3 separate regions of the Mus musculus genome follow, and regions 2 and 3 are each linked to region 1. The links are chromatin contacts, called in public Hi-C and HiChIP or PLAC-seq maps. All regions are on one chromosome and are shown on one strand. The core of a region is the stretch at or near the end of the contact, and the rest is flanking DNA. Distances in the headings are between cores, read along the strand shown. Region 1 holds the start of Wnt5b (wingless-type MMTV integration site family, member 5B). Region 2 overlaps Erc1 (ELKS/RAB6-interacting/CAST family member 1). Region 3 overlaps Erc1 (ELKS/RAB6-interacting/CAST family member 1).

Region 1 (4,813 bases), core at 1,103-3,602:
GTCACTGAAATTCCTGTAGGACCAACTATTTTTTCCTAGTTTTCCCAGGCTTGCCTTCCTTTCCCTCCCATCTGCCCACTCTCTCCCCTTCTCTCCTTCCCTTCATTTATGTATTTATTTATGTATCTACTTATTTATTTTGGTTTTTCAAAATAGGTTTCTCTGTGTAGCCCTGGCTATCCTGGAACTCATCCTATAGACCAGTCTGCTCCCAAACTCATAGAAATCTGCCTGCCTCTGCCTCTGAGTGTTGGGATTAAAGGCATGCACCACCAAAGCCCAGCTGTTGTTGATGCTTCCTCTTCCTTCTCTTCCTCCCCCTCTTTCTCCTCTTCTCCTTCCTCCTCCTCTCCTTCCTGCTCCTCTTCCTCCTCCTCCTTTTCCTCCTCCTCCTCCTCCTCCTTTTGATGTAGGACCTCACTGTGTAGTCCATGCCGATGACAAACTTCTTGTCCTTCCTTCTTTTTCTTTATTATTTTATATTATTATTTGGTTGTTTTGAGACAGGGTCTCACTCTGTAGTGCGTCTGGTCATCATGGCAAGGCTGGAGGTGGCTGGCTACATTACATCTGTGGTCAAGAAGTGGACAGCGATAGATACTCATGTCCAACTGGCTATCTCCTACTCATTCCATCATTTAGTGGGCATCTTTCCCCTCAACTAACCAGCCTAGAAAAATCATCCAAAGACATGCCCAGAAATTTGTCTCCAAGGCAATACTAGATCCTGCCAGATTGCCAATCAATCTAAAGCAGACCTTCTTGCCAGCCTCTGGAGCACAGGTTCTGTATAGACCTCGCTAGCTCACGGCCCAGGCTATGCAGCCTGCTCATGATATGCATCTTAGCTGAGCAAGGGCTTCCCACAGGGCCACTATCTGATGTATCTTGGACAAAGGAGGGAAGGAGGGATGTGCTGGCTGCTGGCTGAGTTGCTTCTCTCACGCTGTCAGCGAGGGGCAGGCAGAGCAAAATGACCCTGGGCGAGCATGAGCATTCTAGGGGTCCACCTCCCCACATCCTGTTTCTCTAGACTTTAAACTTCCGGATGGTGAGAGCTCACGGATTGAACCCCAGGCAGCATTCAGGTTTTGTTCCCAGGTGGCCTTCTGGAGTGATTACAACCTCCAGGTTTTCCCTGAAACTTCCACAAAGCCAGAAGCCCAGAACGAATGATTCACTAGAGGGAAATACTGGAGCCAATTATAAACTGACAAAGCCAACTCAGAGATTTTGTGCTTGTTTTAGATGGCTCTCCCCTTGTCCCATGTGTCCCCAAGGATAAAGCCCTTGAACTGGACTCCCTGAGAGGGCAGGGTCCTATAATTATCATAAGGCATTGATTTACTGGCTGGACCAGATCTTGTAAACCACGCTCACTTCCAAGTGAGAAAAGTCCCGGAGTACCTGGGCTGCTGCCACCCCAATTCCAAGAGCCTTTCTTTCCAATTAAGGGATCATTTGATGAAAATATCCCTTAACTCTTCCTATTGTGACCCCTGAGAACAACAGCTCCTTACACCTCCTCAGTGTGATGAGTTCCTTGTCTTTTTAATGCCCAGAAGGGGGATTCTGTCCCCTTCTTTGGTTTCTAGGTCAAAAGTACAGTGTCTTTGATTATTACTGCTGGTTCCTTCCCCTCACCGAACTGAATTTCGAGGGAATTTCTTTAGCAGGGTGACAAACTCACAACCTGCAGAATGGATTCAGATCATGTGCTCGTGGTGGGCACCATGTAACCAGGATCTGGAACAGGGTTCTGCCACCAGCTGGAGGCCTGGACTCCCCAAAGCCTCTTCTAATTCCTTTCACCTTTTCCGGTTCCTTGGGCAGCTCACTGTGGTGTTCTGTGAGGAAACAGACTAACAGACTATAGGAACCGCCATAAAAGTGTTTAAATTCTGCCCTGAGCTAAGGCCAAACACTGGCCTCTAGTGACCTTTGCAGGCTACTAACGGTAGGGTCCTTTTATGTGCCTCATGTTTATCCGGAGACTAACTGGGCCCTAAGTCCTGACAGAAGCCTTTCCCGCTAGAACAATCCAGGCATCAGAGTCCCAGTCTGAGACCTGCCTGTGTGGGTCCGGACCGGGGTTTGCAGAGTGGAAATAGCTCCCGGGTCGCTTCGCAGCTCCGGACTCCAAAGGGTGTCACCAAAAGGTGAGTCACGCGTCCGCGCTCCACGTCCACGCGCGGTTGCAGTGCTCTGTCCCCGCAGAGTCTGCGGGACAGTGGGCGCGGAGGGGCGCGGAAGGCAGGTGCGGGGGCCGGTCCGGCTCCGGGGAGGAGCCCTCCGGAGCTGGGCGTCGCGCGCGGCCGCGGGCTGCGGGGGGCGGGGAGGCGGCGCGGGGCGGGGCGGGGCGCAGGCGGCGGAGCCCCGGGATCGCGCGCCCCGCGCCGGCGCTGCACTCGAGCCGTGGCCGCCAACGGTGCCGCTAAGTCGGGGCCGAAACTTCTCGGGGTCCCGCGCTCCAGGCCGGTGGCGCTAGCGGCGCCTGAAGGGACGGTGGGGACAACGCGTCTCCCCGGACCCCGAGACCGCGCAGCCTGCGGCCGAGTCGGAGCTCCGGGCGCCCAGCGCCCATCAGGGCGGACCGGGCACTCCGGGCGGGCAGGCTCCGGCCGCGGATGAGGAGTGCGGGGCGGCTGCGCGAGCGGCCCGCGCGCTGAGCCGAGGCTGCCCCGTCCCGTGGACGACCCGACGCCGCAGCCCCCGCAGGTAAGCTCGGGAGTCGGCCCCGCGCCGGCCGAGGGCGCTGTGTGGCCAGGTGGCGGGAAAGGGGCGCGCGGCGACGGGCTCCGCGGGCCGTTGCGAACAAAGCTGGGGCCGCGCGCGGGTGCCTGGCGCGGGCAGGTGGGGCGCGAGCGTCCAGGGGCTCTGCGCTCGTACGGCGCCTGGCCCGGAGCGGGACTGGCCCCCGGGGCGCTGCGCGTCGCCTCCGCGAAGCGGGGAACCCGGAGCTGCTCCGCTTTTCCTGGCTCGCCGGGGCCCAGCTGCAGTTTTGCGCGCGACGAACGGCGCGGAGTGTCTCCGACAGGTACTGCGAAGGGATGACTTTAGCCCAAGTTCCTGTCCCAGGCCACCGCGGGTCACACACTGGAGACGTGGTGCTGTCTGGTTCTCGACTGCTCCTCTGCATCTCTCTGTCCATCCTCGCGGGGCGCCTCAGAGGGTATCTGGCCCAACACTCTGGTCAGACCCAACTTTCTTGGGTATTTGCATCCTCACAAGTCATTGTTGAACACTGCTCACTTTGCTTCTAGAACGATCGGTTCTGTTTTGCAGGCAGAGAAACTGAAGTGGCTCAAGCCCAGGGTGAGTTGCACAGTGAATCGATGGAGGAGGAAACGTTTGTCCCCATAACCAAGGTCCCTTTTCAATGCTTTTGCACTGCCAGGCCACGTTGGCAAAGCTTTCAGCAGCTGCCACCTTGAGCAGTTTCAGCCTGGTACCTGGAAGAAAAAAAGACCCAGGGTCAAGTTAGCAGTCTCCTCAACTACTCAGGCCACCTCAGAGAAAGGCTCCCATTTGCCAGAACTTTGGTGTTCTGGCTGTCAATATAGGAACAGAGATAGCAAGCAAGCAGGGGCTCACTCCTTGCCAGAGATCAGCACTTAGGCAGGTCCATGTGGACATATTAGGGTTTCTCTTTTGTGACTGGCCAGACAGCACAGGCCCGAGTAGTAGGTACACTCCCAGAAAGCTGGACCATCTTCCCCTGAGCCACTGTTCCTGCGTGGATTCATTCCGGAGGAGAGCCTGCCTATTTATCAAAGATGAGGCCCTGATCTCAGGCCCAGGCTGGAGATGGCCCTGATCTCAGGTCCAGCAGCCACAGGCCTGACCTAGTAAAAACCCCACCTTGGTGCAAGGCTGGGTGGGGAAGGCTGCAGGATGGTTTCCTTTTATTTCAAAATAGTATCACATCTCTCTTTGACACATGATTGGTAGCTATAACTAGCAAGGAGGAGGGGCAAAAAACAATGCCCAGAGACACTGGGGGCCAGTGTCCTGAGGAGGAAGGCAGCGTTGTGTCTTCATAAGATGTTGAAGGGCAGGTGCCCAAGAAGGGAATTGTACGGGAAGCCAGGGCTCCTAACCAACAAGCGCAGGTGGCAGACACCATGAGCGGCTGTGACAGACATCGTCTTTGAGCTTTTTGTTGTTGTTTCACATCGTTTCCTAGTGTGATCACTCTGTAGACCAGACTAACCTCAAACTCAGAGATCCGCCTGCCTCTGCCTCCCGAGTGCTGGGATTAGAGTGCGCCACCACACCCAACCCTCTTTACCTTTGTTGCCCCTCCACGCTTCTTTCCTTAAAGACTGCGGGAGGACCTGTGACACAGTGGACACAGTGTGGCGATCTCCTTGCCAAAGGAGCTCATCCAGGCTTGGAAGAGCTGGCCCGTTCCCATCTGTGGAACTCCTGCTTTCCTAGGCTTCTATACTCTGAGTATTTAGGTGTGTGAGAGATGGTGTTTTCTTAAGGTGTCTTGAACCTCCTACCTCTACAGTCCGGATGTAATTGTGCCACCTTGCAGAGCATCTTATTGGTCGGAAATGATCCTTTCCTTAGTTTTCTGTCTAGAAAGCATAAAAGTTTAAGGGTCAGGCTAGAATGTAGCTCAGTGGTTGGAGTGTGTGGTTACTGTGTGTTTCAGGCCCTGGGTGCCATCCCAGGTGTGTAGGCAGGGGCGCGCACACACATTGCGCACATACACAATATTTCCGAAATTGCTGGGAGACATATACTGTGAAAGGAAAAAAAAATCTTGGGTTGCTCTCCTCCTCTGTATTTTACCCTTCTCTTA
Region 2 (4,813 bases), core at 1,611-4,110, 190 kb before region 1:
CCTTTTGCTCTCTAATAATTTTAGTTTTTTGAGACCAGGAAAGTCTTCCATCAAACCTGAGGCTCCAAATTTGGGCCAGGGTGGTTAGCTGATGACATGCCTGTTTCTGTTCACAAACAATGCGGTTACAGATGTGTGTCAGTATTCTTAGCTCTTACAAGGGCGCTAGTGATATGAACTCAGACCCTCTTGCTTGTGCAGCAAGCTTCTTACCCACCGAGTCATTTCCCAAGTACCCACCTTCTTTATTTGAGTCTGAGTCTCTTTGAAGCCCTCCGCAGGCTTTGAACTCTTGATCTTCCTGCCTCAAAACTACAGGTGTGAACCACTGGCTTCTTTTTCTCCCCTCCCCTCCCCCTCCCCTCCCCCTCCTCTCCCCCTCCCCTCCCCCCTCCCCTCCCCTTCCCACCTCCCCTCCCCCTCCCCTCTCCCCTCCCCTCCCCTCCTAAATTGTTGATCACACATGAAATTTTATTCATTTACTTATTTACTTTTTGGTCAGATGTGAAGATAAAGATTCAGTCCACCATGGCAGGGAGCCAGGGTAGTATGAGAGGTTGTTCACGTTGCATTGGCATTTATAGAGCTGATAGAAAGAAATATTGATTCTTTGCTTTCTTTTCCATTTTAAAAAAACATCCTTCTGCTGAAGGGGTTTGCAGCCCCATAGGAGGAACAACAATATGAACCAACCAGTACCCCCAGAGCTCCCAGGGACTAAACCACCAACCAAAGAGCACACATGGTTGGGACTCATGGCTCTAGCTTCATGTGTAGCAGAGGATGGCCTAGTAGGACATCAATGGGAGGAGAGGCCCTTTGTCCTATGAAGGATCTATGCCCCAGTGTGGGGGAATGCCAGGGCCAGGAAGCAGGAGTGGGTGGGTTGGTGAGCAAGGGAAGAGGGGTTTACATAGGGGGAAGGGTGTTTTTCAGAGGGGAAACCAGGAAAGGGTATAACATGTGAAATGTAAATAAAGAAAATATCAAAAAAAAAAGCATCCTTCCTTCCTTCTTTCCTTCTTTTCATCTTTTCTTTTTTTTCAGTCTGTAACTCTAACCTATGGATAGATCTTTCCTTTTCAGCTAAACCTTTCCTCACAAACATGACTGTAAATCTAATCACATTGACAATAAAGATTAACTACTATCATATGTCTACTCCCTTGTCAGTTTAAGTATATATTTAAAATCAGAATGTTCCATCCCTGTTCTTCAAAGGCTCATGAATATCTCACAATGCAGGATACTTTTATTTTACCTATACTAATGACCAAAATCTCAATAGTTCTAATATTGCTCAAAAGTCCTATGTCCAAAGGGCAAGGTAGCTCAGTGGACAAAGGCTGCCAAGCCTGGCAACCCGAGTGAGACCCCAGGATCCAATGGTAGAGGGAGAGACTTCTGCCAGTTGTCTTTCTTCCTCCATACATGTGCTATGGCACACACATGTGCACACATAGACAGACATACACGAATATTTTTTAATGAACCAAAACTAACTATAAAGCCCCTTGAACGTAATATGGGAAGATGGACTAAAGTAACACTGAAACCCATTTGCACAAACACCAGATGTTACAGTTCTATTTGTTGCTGGCTTGTGATGGAATCATTGGGACTCCCACAGCCTTAGGTAGCCCCACCCTTTAGCACCCCTACTCCCCTAACTACACTCTGCCTATAGCTTTCCTCAGTCTAAGTCTCACAATCCTGGCATCTTAGATGTCTTGGAGTCTCCATTCTAACTTGCTTCCTACCTATATAGCTTCCTCCTTTGTCCTTTTAAGGTCCTTCTGCAGGCAGTCCAACTCTGCTGTATACTGTCCATCCTCAGTGTTTCTCTGGCATCTTAGTGCAAGCCTCTAGGACACTACCTCACTTGAATTTTGTTTGCCTGGAAGCCACATGGACAGTGATGCCAAGTTCTGCTGCACGGACAATGTGTAGCTCATCCATGGCTCTAACGCTTCTGTGTTTTGGCAGCTGAGCCTGGGAAACCATTTCCCTAGGTAGCTGTTATTCAGTCCTTTTATTTCCACTCTCAGTTCAGTCTCCTCCTTCAAATGAATGCATTTTTGCAAGCTCTGGAGCCTTAGATAGTGAGGTCTTATCCTCAGGGAACCTTTCCTATTGTTTAGGTATGAATTTGAGGTTTTTTCCTTAGGTGCATTAATCACTTTAATAATTGCACCTACTTCCTCCACTCTCATCTTGTCTGTAACTTTGAACTCACTTATGTTTCTTTCCTTGCCTAAGTGCATATATTTAAGAAATATATTCCCATATATTTTTGCTCTGTTTTACTGTAAATATGAGGAAATCAGTCTATATTTTATGTGATCTTGAAATTTCTGGCAAACAGCTTAGTCCATTACTTTTGAATTCACTCTCACTTTAGTGTATATGACATGGTGGAACACAAGAAATTTATTTTTGCCAGAATATGAGTGGGTTAAAGCCCACTCTTTGATAGTCGTAATTTCCCCCTGAAACCTTTTCTGCCAGGCCTTTACTGTTTGCATTTCTATTGGCATCTGGGTCTTCCAAACTCTTACCAGAATGGCCCATTAATCTTGGCTTACATTCTGGGACCCCGCTAAGCATCCTGCTTCAAACTCTCCCACATTACTCTCACAAGTCAGCTCCAAACGCTAAAGCACCACATGGTCAGGTTTATTACATCAACAGCCCCACGCCTTGGTAGCAATTTACTGTATCAGTTACTTAGCTGTGGTAACCAGATTTCTTACAAGAAGCAATTTAAAGGAAGAAGGATTTATTTTGGCTCCTGGTTTGAGAGTGTAGTTCATCATGGTGGGAAGGCATTGTGGTGGAAATGAGAGGCAGTTGGTTCCAATGTGTCTGCCTTTAGGAGGAAGAGAGAGATGAATGCTCTGCTTTTGATTCTTAAAGTAAAAATTAGGTCATGAAAACAATCATGGTGACATTGGGCACTATAAATCTTAACTGCGGAGGAAGTAGTACTGACTTCCCTCACACTGACTACTTTTCAGAAAAAGAAACCTGCCTATTATCAAAGGCAGTGATGACTCAGAACATTTGTTCATGGAGGGCTGTTAAACATGGCTATTTTGTAGGTCTTAATGCTGGACAATGTTGCAAATAGGATTTTTTAAATAGAGCCATTCTTGTTCATTATTGTTGTTAGATTGTTTTTACTTACTCAAAGACTTTAGCAGATTTGAAATGATTAATATGAGTTATGATTAAGGAAAGTTTGACTTTGAGAATTTTTTTTTCAAATTCTTTTAAGGATATTAGTTTTATAATCTAAGAAGAACAGGAGCTGTCAGTCTTGGGGTTTTTCCCCCATTTTGGTGACCCAAGTCCTCTTCATGAAATAGGATGTTGAGGGAGAAACCAGACTTAAGGGGGAGTGTAAAAAACTCAACTGACTGAATGCTGATGTCTCATATAAAACCTCTAATGGCAGTGCCAGCAAGCCGGCTCAGCTGGTAAAGGTACTTGCCACCAACCCTGATAACCTGAGTTTGATCCTCGGAAACCCACATGGTAGAATGAGAATAGACTCCTACAAGTTGTCCTGTGACTTTCATACACATGTCATAGCATGTTTACATATGCCTACACACATACATACAAAATAATTACATGAATTTAAAAGCCAACCCACAACTAATTCCAGTTTTAGCTGTTTAAATGACAGAATTGACAATATCCATCCCCATTTAAGAAATTTGCTCTCCTTTCCCCAAGAAATGGTCAATGTTGGACAAACGTTTTAAAAGAGTTTTCATCAAAGTATTAAACTCTAATAGGAAATGTATCCGTTGCGATCTCAAATTCTAATTTCTAGCTCCTGTGAAGAATCTGCATGCCCCCGTCCTCTTTACTCCGTGTTTTAGCCTTACCCCATTCATAAACGTTAGCATTTTTAAGTATTGTCCTTATTAATTCTTTCTAACTTTCTCTTTCACGTTTTCTTCCTGGATTTGCTGTTCTCTTCAGTCTCACCTCAAGGTCAGTATGCTTGCTAAAAATGTACAATTACAAAGAGAATGTAATTGAGGCTCATTTACTAACCTTATTTTCCATTCCAATAAGGACTAAAATGATAGAATGTATTTCAGGAAAGTGATGCCCATATCTAGTTCTGAGCATACAAAATGTCAAGAAAGTAAGCTTTGCATAGCAGCAAATGCAAACTTTTGTTCTTTGGAAGATATGAGAATGTTCAGGATGCAGGACTGAGTGGGGTTTTACTGAAAGAACTGAAGATGTAAGGAGCCACCAGGGGATAGATAGCACGGGAGAGCTTGTTCATCTTGATAGCACTTTACTAGCAGTGCCTTGGGTAAGAACTTAAGCAGGGTGAAAGGAATAATAATGATGTAAATTGAAGTAAAAAAGTATGATAGAGTTAAAATATAAGCTTGTTTATGTCATATACATTACCTAGCAATTTTCTTGTCATAATAATTAAGTGATATGTTGTTCTTATTTATGAAAGTGCCCATCTCTTGATACTTAGTGGCTAGCAGTAGGCAGGGGAGGTTGTTATTCTCATGGGGAAGTAGGCACAAAGAAATGATTGCCCTGGGTTCAGGCAGCCAAATAACAATATTTAGCTGTGACCTTTTGCTTTAGGTTTGATTTTTCCCAGACAGGGTATTTAAGTAGGTAACCCATATTGGTTTTACATTTCTGATCTTCCTGTCTCTTTATGTTATATGAACTACAGATTGAAAAGTAATCCTAGATTATTTGGGCTTTCATAGGCTTCTGATGTGTAAGTTTTGCTCTATAAAATTGGGATGATTATCACATG
Region 3 (4,813 bases), core at 1,348-3,847, 170 kb before region 1:
CTAAGAGATAAGGGCTTGCTTTTATTCTTCTTTGTATCAACATATAGGCAACCTTGTTACTCATTTTCATATTTGAATACAAAACTCAAGTATCAAATATAGTACTGTGTTCCAAATCCTTTGGTTTGCATTCCCCCATCCCCTTAATAAATCAAAAAGAAAATGCTTAGAATAGTCTGAGAAATCCATGGTTCCATTCTTGGCTTTTTCTTTTATCTTTCCTACTGCTATACTGTCCTTGAGATCCTTAAGACTAATAAGAGTTTTGCTACATAGATGAAAAGTAACATTACAAACTCCTACTAGAGTGTATTACTTGCTTAACTAAATTGCTCATTCATATTCAAACCAGTGGTATTCATAGGTATATGTATACATATGTGTGTGTTTCTAGTTTTTTCAGGAGAAGGCAAAGTCTCACTTTATTCAAATGTTAGTAAGCATGTTCCTTTTTGAAAAGAAATGTTTCAGAAATTGTCTTTATGAAGCTCGAGTCTGTCATCTAGTTGTGACTTTCAAAGGGAGATAGTCTTGTGGTATTGACTCTAAGTACAGACTCCATCAGAGCTGGCTTTCAGCCCAGTTTAAGTGGTAGGTTTTAAAAATAGCTTTGTATTTTTAAATAGTTAACCTCTTATTGCTTATGCCATCTAACACCAGCACTTCCTTCTCTCTGTTGCAGAGAGCAAACCCATCATGTCTGCCTCGCTTCACTAACTTTATCCTATGCTCTTAATAACAGACTTCAGCTTCCTTTATTTCTCTTCTTCCCTTGTTTAATTCTTTACTCTATGGAGGAATCTTTCTGGCCTCAGTTTGCTTCTGAATAGAAGGATGTTTAATGATAGCTCTTCCTTGATGGGTAGGCACTCCTTGAGGTAACTGAGTAACCTACTTCACCGGGTCTTCATCGTTTTCCAGGACAGTCTCCGTAAGAAGGATGACAGGATTGAAGAGCTGGAAGAAGCACTGAGAGAAAGTGTACAGATAACTGCAGAGCGTGAAATGGTGCTGGCACAAGAGGAATCAGCCAGGACCAATGCTGAGAAACAGGTCTGCGATTTTATGTAGCTACTAGCAATGCTGCTGGGTAAACACAAGGTAAAGCCAGTGCAGTTTCAGGTGACTGTTAGAACTGCTTCAGAACTGCTGCTGCAGAACTACTTCATCAAGTGGTAATGGTTAGACTTTCAGAGTGACTAAAATATAACTGTGCAAGGATCGGCTCATGGTAACGTGAGGTCTCTGCAGTAATCATTTAGGAATGCTTCATATATATTCATGTAGTAAAAGCTAGTGAAGTGTGACTGACAAAACATGCAACATGTATGTTCTTTACATGACTGCAAAACCCCAGCTTGGATGTGAATGAGAACATAAACATGTCTCAATTAGAAAATACTTTATTTTATATCATTTTTCAAGGAGCCTTTGCAGTTGTAGAGGTGATAGCAGCTCTGATCAGCATGTGTATAGGTGCGGTGGCACTCCACTGCCACACGGCCCTTGAGAGGTTCTGCTATTGCTGGCCATGGCCTTTGTTTCACTTGCTTCCACTTCTCTCCCAGGTCTCTGTATGCTTGCTTTTGACTCTATTAGATGAAGAATAAGTGAAGATGGGAGCTGTAAATTGAAGGAACAGTTTTAGTAAATGAACGCCGTAATCTTGGTTTACAGCTTGAAAATTTGACTTGAGGTTTTAAATCCACCTACCACAGATACCATAATACTTAATTTTTGTAGCACCCTATTCCTTGTAGCCCTTGTTTATGTGAGAGAATGATAAATACTATCTAGGTGTCTTAGGTTTCAATTTCTATGATAAAACACAATAACTAAAAGTAGCTTGGGTAAGAAAGGGTTTATTTCCGTTTGCATCCCAGTCCATCAGTGAGGGACTGCAGGTCAGGAACTCAGATGGGGTAGGGATCTGGAGGCAGGAGGCCCCTCCATGCAGGGGCCTGGAGGAGTGCTGCTTACTAGCTTCCATTCAGCTGGCTTGCTCAGCCTGCTTTGTTATATATAGCACCCCAGGTTCAAATGCCCAGGTGGCTGGGGCCTTCAATATCAAATAAGGAAATGCAAATTGGACTGATTTTCTGTTGAGGGTTACTCTTCTCAGGTGACTTAGCACATGTCAAATGGCCACACACCTAGTCCAAGACACTAGGTAAGTTCAGTGGCATAGATGTAGGAATCCCATGGGCTAGCCTCCCTCCTGAGAAGCTGCTGTTACTGGGAACTAAGGAAATCAAACTGTAAAAGAAGTGCCCACTTCAGGGCATATATACTATAGTAGGTACCTCATAGAGTCCATTTATAGCTGTGGTAGCTCAGTCATAGTCTTTAGTGCTGTTGTGTCCCTGAGTGTCTGACAGTATTTATAAGATTGGCTATATCAATGCCTGGAGCATATAAGTTTATAATTGTCCTAACTTTTTGACTGATCACTTTATTCATAATTAATGGCATTGTCTCTTTATTAATTTTGACTTGATGCCATCTCTTAGAAGCGTCTGACTTAGTTAGGGTTACTGTCTAGTGAGCCCCAGCATTCAGATCGTCTGACTCCTCCCAGCTTTGTTTTGCACCCCAGTTCTTGTGGTGAAGCTCAGATCCCTAGGCTAGCACTGCAGGTGCTCTGAGCATCCCAGCCCCGCCCTCTTCTCTTTGACTTTGTGTTAATGCCTTCCACCTGCAACTTTTGTCCAGCTAGCCTGACGTGCATGTTAGTAAGATCATATTCCACCTCTATGAACTAAACTTTATTTACTCCCTAGATATGTGATTCATTACTTGAAATATGATTTACAAAATGTACAGCTTAATCTTAAAACAAGGTACTGACAGTTACCGGTTATCTTTTGTCTGCCAACTCCCGAGATAAGTGCTTTGTTCACCCTATTGTTTAATCATCTAAACAGCACATCTGGGCAGAAAAACGAGCCTTTGTACTCACTGGTCCTCTCGTAGAACAGTACAGAATAGTTTCATTTCTTAGAGTACTAGATCTCTCTACTTGAAGCAGCATCCCTATTTGTAACAGTAGGATGTAGCCTACTTCTCTAGAACTTCTGTGACCTTTCAGGTCTGAGGCATGTGTCTTTATAGAGCTTTTGAATATTTCCTTTCACTTACCTCTGTTTTGTAACCTGTTATTCTTAGCTATTTATGTAATGTATAATAGGTATATTACTTGAAAATACACCCACTAATTTCTCTAGTAGAATATGAACTCCCTGGGCGCAGGAGGTATGTCTGTGTACTGTTATGGCTTTGGCAGTGACAACCTCCTGGGAAAACAGTGGCATTAAGTGAGCATCTAAGTGACATAATTCTATTTCATTAGTGAGGGAATGAGTGGAGTTTCAGCCTGACCTCTGACTGCATGCCTGAGGACTGCAGTCACTCTAGTAACTAAACATCCTGGAGGATAGTAATATTTCTATGATTTTGCAATAGTTATCAAAGCAGTATTTTAGAATATTGTATTCTCTGATTCAGCTAGTTTTTTATGCTGCATTTACTAAAGCTCTTCATCTGAACAGAATATCATAATTTCAGTTATATACTTAAATTCTTAGAATAGCTATTTTCAAGTAGTTTACATTCCTTAGTTCTTGATTTTTAAAAGATTATAGCTGGAAAGCACAAATAAAACCTACAAATCAATATTATCTTTACTCTAAGAGTAGGAAAGTATATGTCTCAACATCCTAGCCCCCTGTTGCTTGCTATTTTAGCTAAGGAAAGCTAGCATGCAAGACTCAGGTAACAGCTGGTTCTCAGTGGAAATAGGAAGTGGTTTGTAAAACACAAGTATGTATGAATTCAGAACTTTCAGAGCATTATAATGTCATGTAATATAGTGTTCATTAAATGAAAATCTTTTGGTAAATTGATTTTATTTCCTTTTGGATAATACTTCTGTCCTTTGTAAATAAGTTTGACATTAGGAGTTTCAATATTTGTCTCATCTTTTCCTGCCTTAGAAATAGGTTTTTAATGTTTTAAAGACTAGTTTTTTTATTGTGTGCTTAATAGGCTACATTCAAGTTTTTAAAAATTCTTTACATTTATTAATTTTGTATGGGGAAGAATACATATGAAAGCATACACGTGAAGGGCCTAGGACCTTTCTTCATTCTTGGGTTATCATACATTAAATTCCATCCTTGCATGCATTTTTTTTCTTTAAGCAAGGTTCTGAATAAAAGTGAAATGACTCATTTGAAACTATCTTGCATTTTGTTTAAAATCATTCTTAGTTTTCTTTCTCCTCTTTTCTCTTCTCTCCTTTTCTTTTCTTTTCTCTTCTTTTTTTTTTTTTTTTTTTCTTTTCTCTTCTTTCTTGAGACAGGGTTTCTCTGTGTAGTCCTGGCTGTCCTGGAACTCACTCTGTAGACCAGGCTGGCCTTGAACTCAGAAATCCGCCTTCCTCTTCCTCCCAAATGCTGGGATTAAAGGTGTGCTTCACCACTCCCCAGCCTTTGTTATCTTGTAAATAATTTCAAAATAATTATTTACATCTTTATATTAAATGAAAGTGTATCTCAGAGTTTCAGTGAAATTATTGATTATTACTACCAACCATCTGTAATGTTAACAAGTAAAGAGAACAGCATGATTTTAAAAATAATTATCATATTAGTAATATTAAAGGATATGACTTTCTGAAAGGAATATGGAGGAAATTGTCAAATGAAATCAGAAAGTGCTGTAAAAAATACAGAAATTGAGTATGTGTTAGGTAGTGAGACTGAGCATGATGTAGACTTTAAACATCTTTAAGCCAATGGCATAATCTTTCAGT

What was found. Hi-C and Micro-C count contacts between places; a contact is called where the count stands out from the background. HiChIP or PLAC-seq counts read pairs in DNA pulled down with a chosen protein or histone mark.
Region 2: a contact with region 1 is called in a Hi-C map of nephron progenitors, with 2.1 times the contacts expected there. The contact joins the enhancer-like site here to the promoter of Wnt5b in region 1. A contact is called at or near these places in 15 of 39 promoter capture datasets (the 3T3-L1 cell line, 3T3-L1-derived adipocytes, the HPC-7 cell line and 9 more), 1 of 15 datasets of contacts at CTCF or cohesin (large pre-B cells), 2 of 484 Hi-C or Micro-C datasets (cerebral cortex and nephron progenitors), 3 of 115 datasets of contacts at active chromatin or transcription factors (the 230-238 cell line and embryonic stem cells) and 3 of 9 other capture datasets (adipose tissue, liver and pancreatic islet).
Region 3: an H3K27ac HiChIP or PLAC-seq map of double positive thymocytes shows a contact between it and region 1, with 6 read pairs. The contact joins the enhancer-like site here to the promoter of Wnt5b in region 1. A contact is called at or near these places in 7 of 39 promoter capture datasets (3T3-L1-derived adipocytes, cranial neural crest, embryonic stem cells and 4 more), 2 of 15 datasets of contacts at CTCF or cohesin (large pre-B cells and pro-B cells), 8 of 484 Hi-C or Micro-C datasets (the HL-1 cell line, cerebral cortex, cortical glia and 4 more), 9 of 115 datasets of contacts at active chromatin or transcription factors (the 230-238 cell line, double positive thymocytes, embryonic stem cells and 4 more) and 4 of 9 other capture datasets (adipose tissue, embryonic stem cells, liver and 1 more).

Annotation. Positions count from the first base shown.
Region 1 is chr6:119,541,886-119,546,698 of GRCm38.p6, reverse strand. Wnt5b (wingless-type MMTV integration site family, member 5B) reads left to right here and starts at 2,352. Exons shown (of 5, transcript NM_009525.3): 1 at 2,352-2,718. Gm52875 reads right to left here. Exons shown (of 2, transcript XM_030255703.1): 2 at 2,352-3,452. The coding sequence starts at 3,151. The coding sequence ends at 2,435.
Region 2 is chr6:119,733,273-119,738,085 of GRCm38.p6, reverse strand. Erc1 (ELKS/RAB6-interacting/CAST family member 1) reads left to right here. Exons shown (of 21, transcript NM_053204.2): 14 at 3,994-4,005. Among named protein-coding and RNA genes, the nearest start is that of Erc1, 110 kb to the left of the region's middle. Within about 2 kb of position 2,860, at least 10 of the 459 cell types and tissues checked have an H3K27ac peak or open chromatin away from gene starts, as enhancers often do. A contact at or near this core is called in nephron progenitors, where this site is marked.
Region 3 is chr6:119,709,920-119,714,732 of GRCm38.p6, reverse strand. Erc1 (ELKS/RAB6-interacting/CAST family member 1) reads left to right here. Exons shown (of 21, transcript NM_053204.2): 16 at 922-1,053. Among named protein-coding and RNA genes, the nearest start is that of Erc1, 140 kb to the left of the region's middle. Within about 2 kb of position 2,597, at least 20 of the 459 cell types and tissues checked have an H3K27ac peak or open chromatin away from gene starts, as enhancers often do. A contact at or near this core is called in adipose tissue and double positive thymocytes, where this site is marked.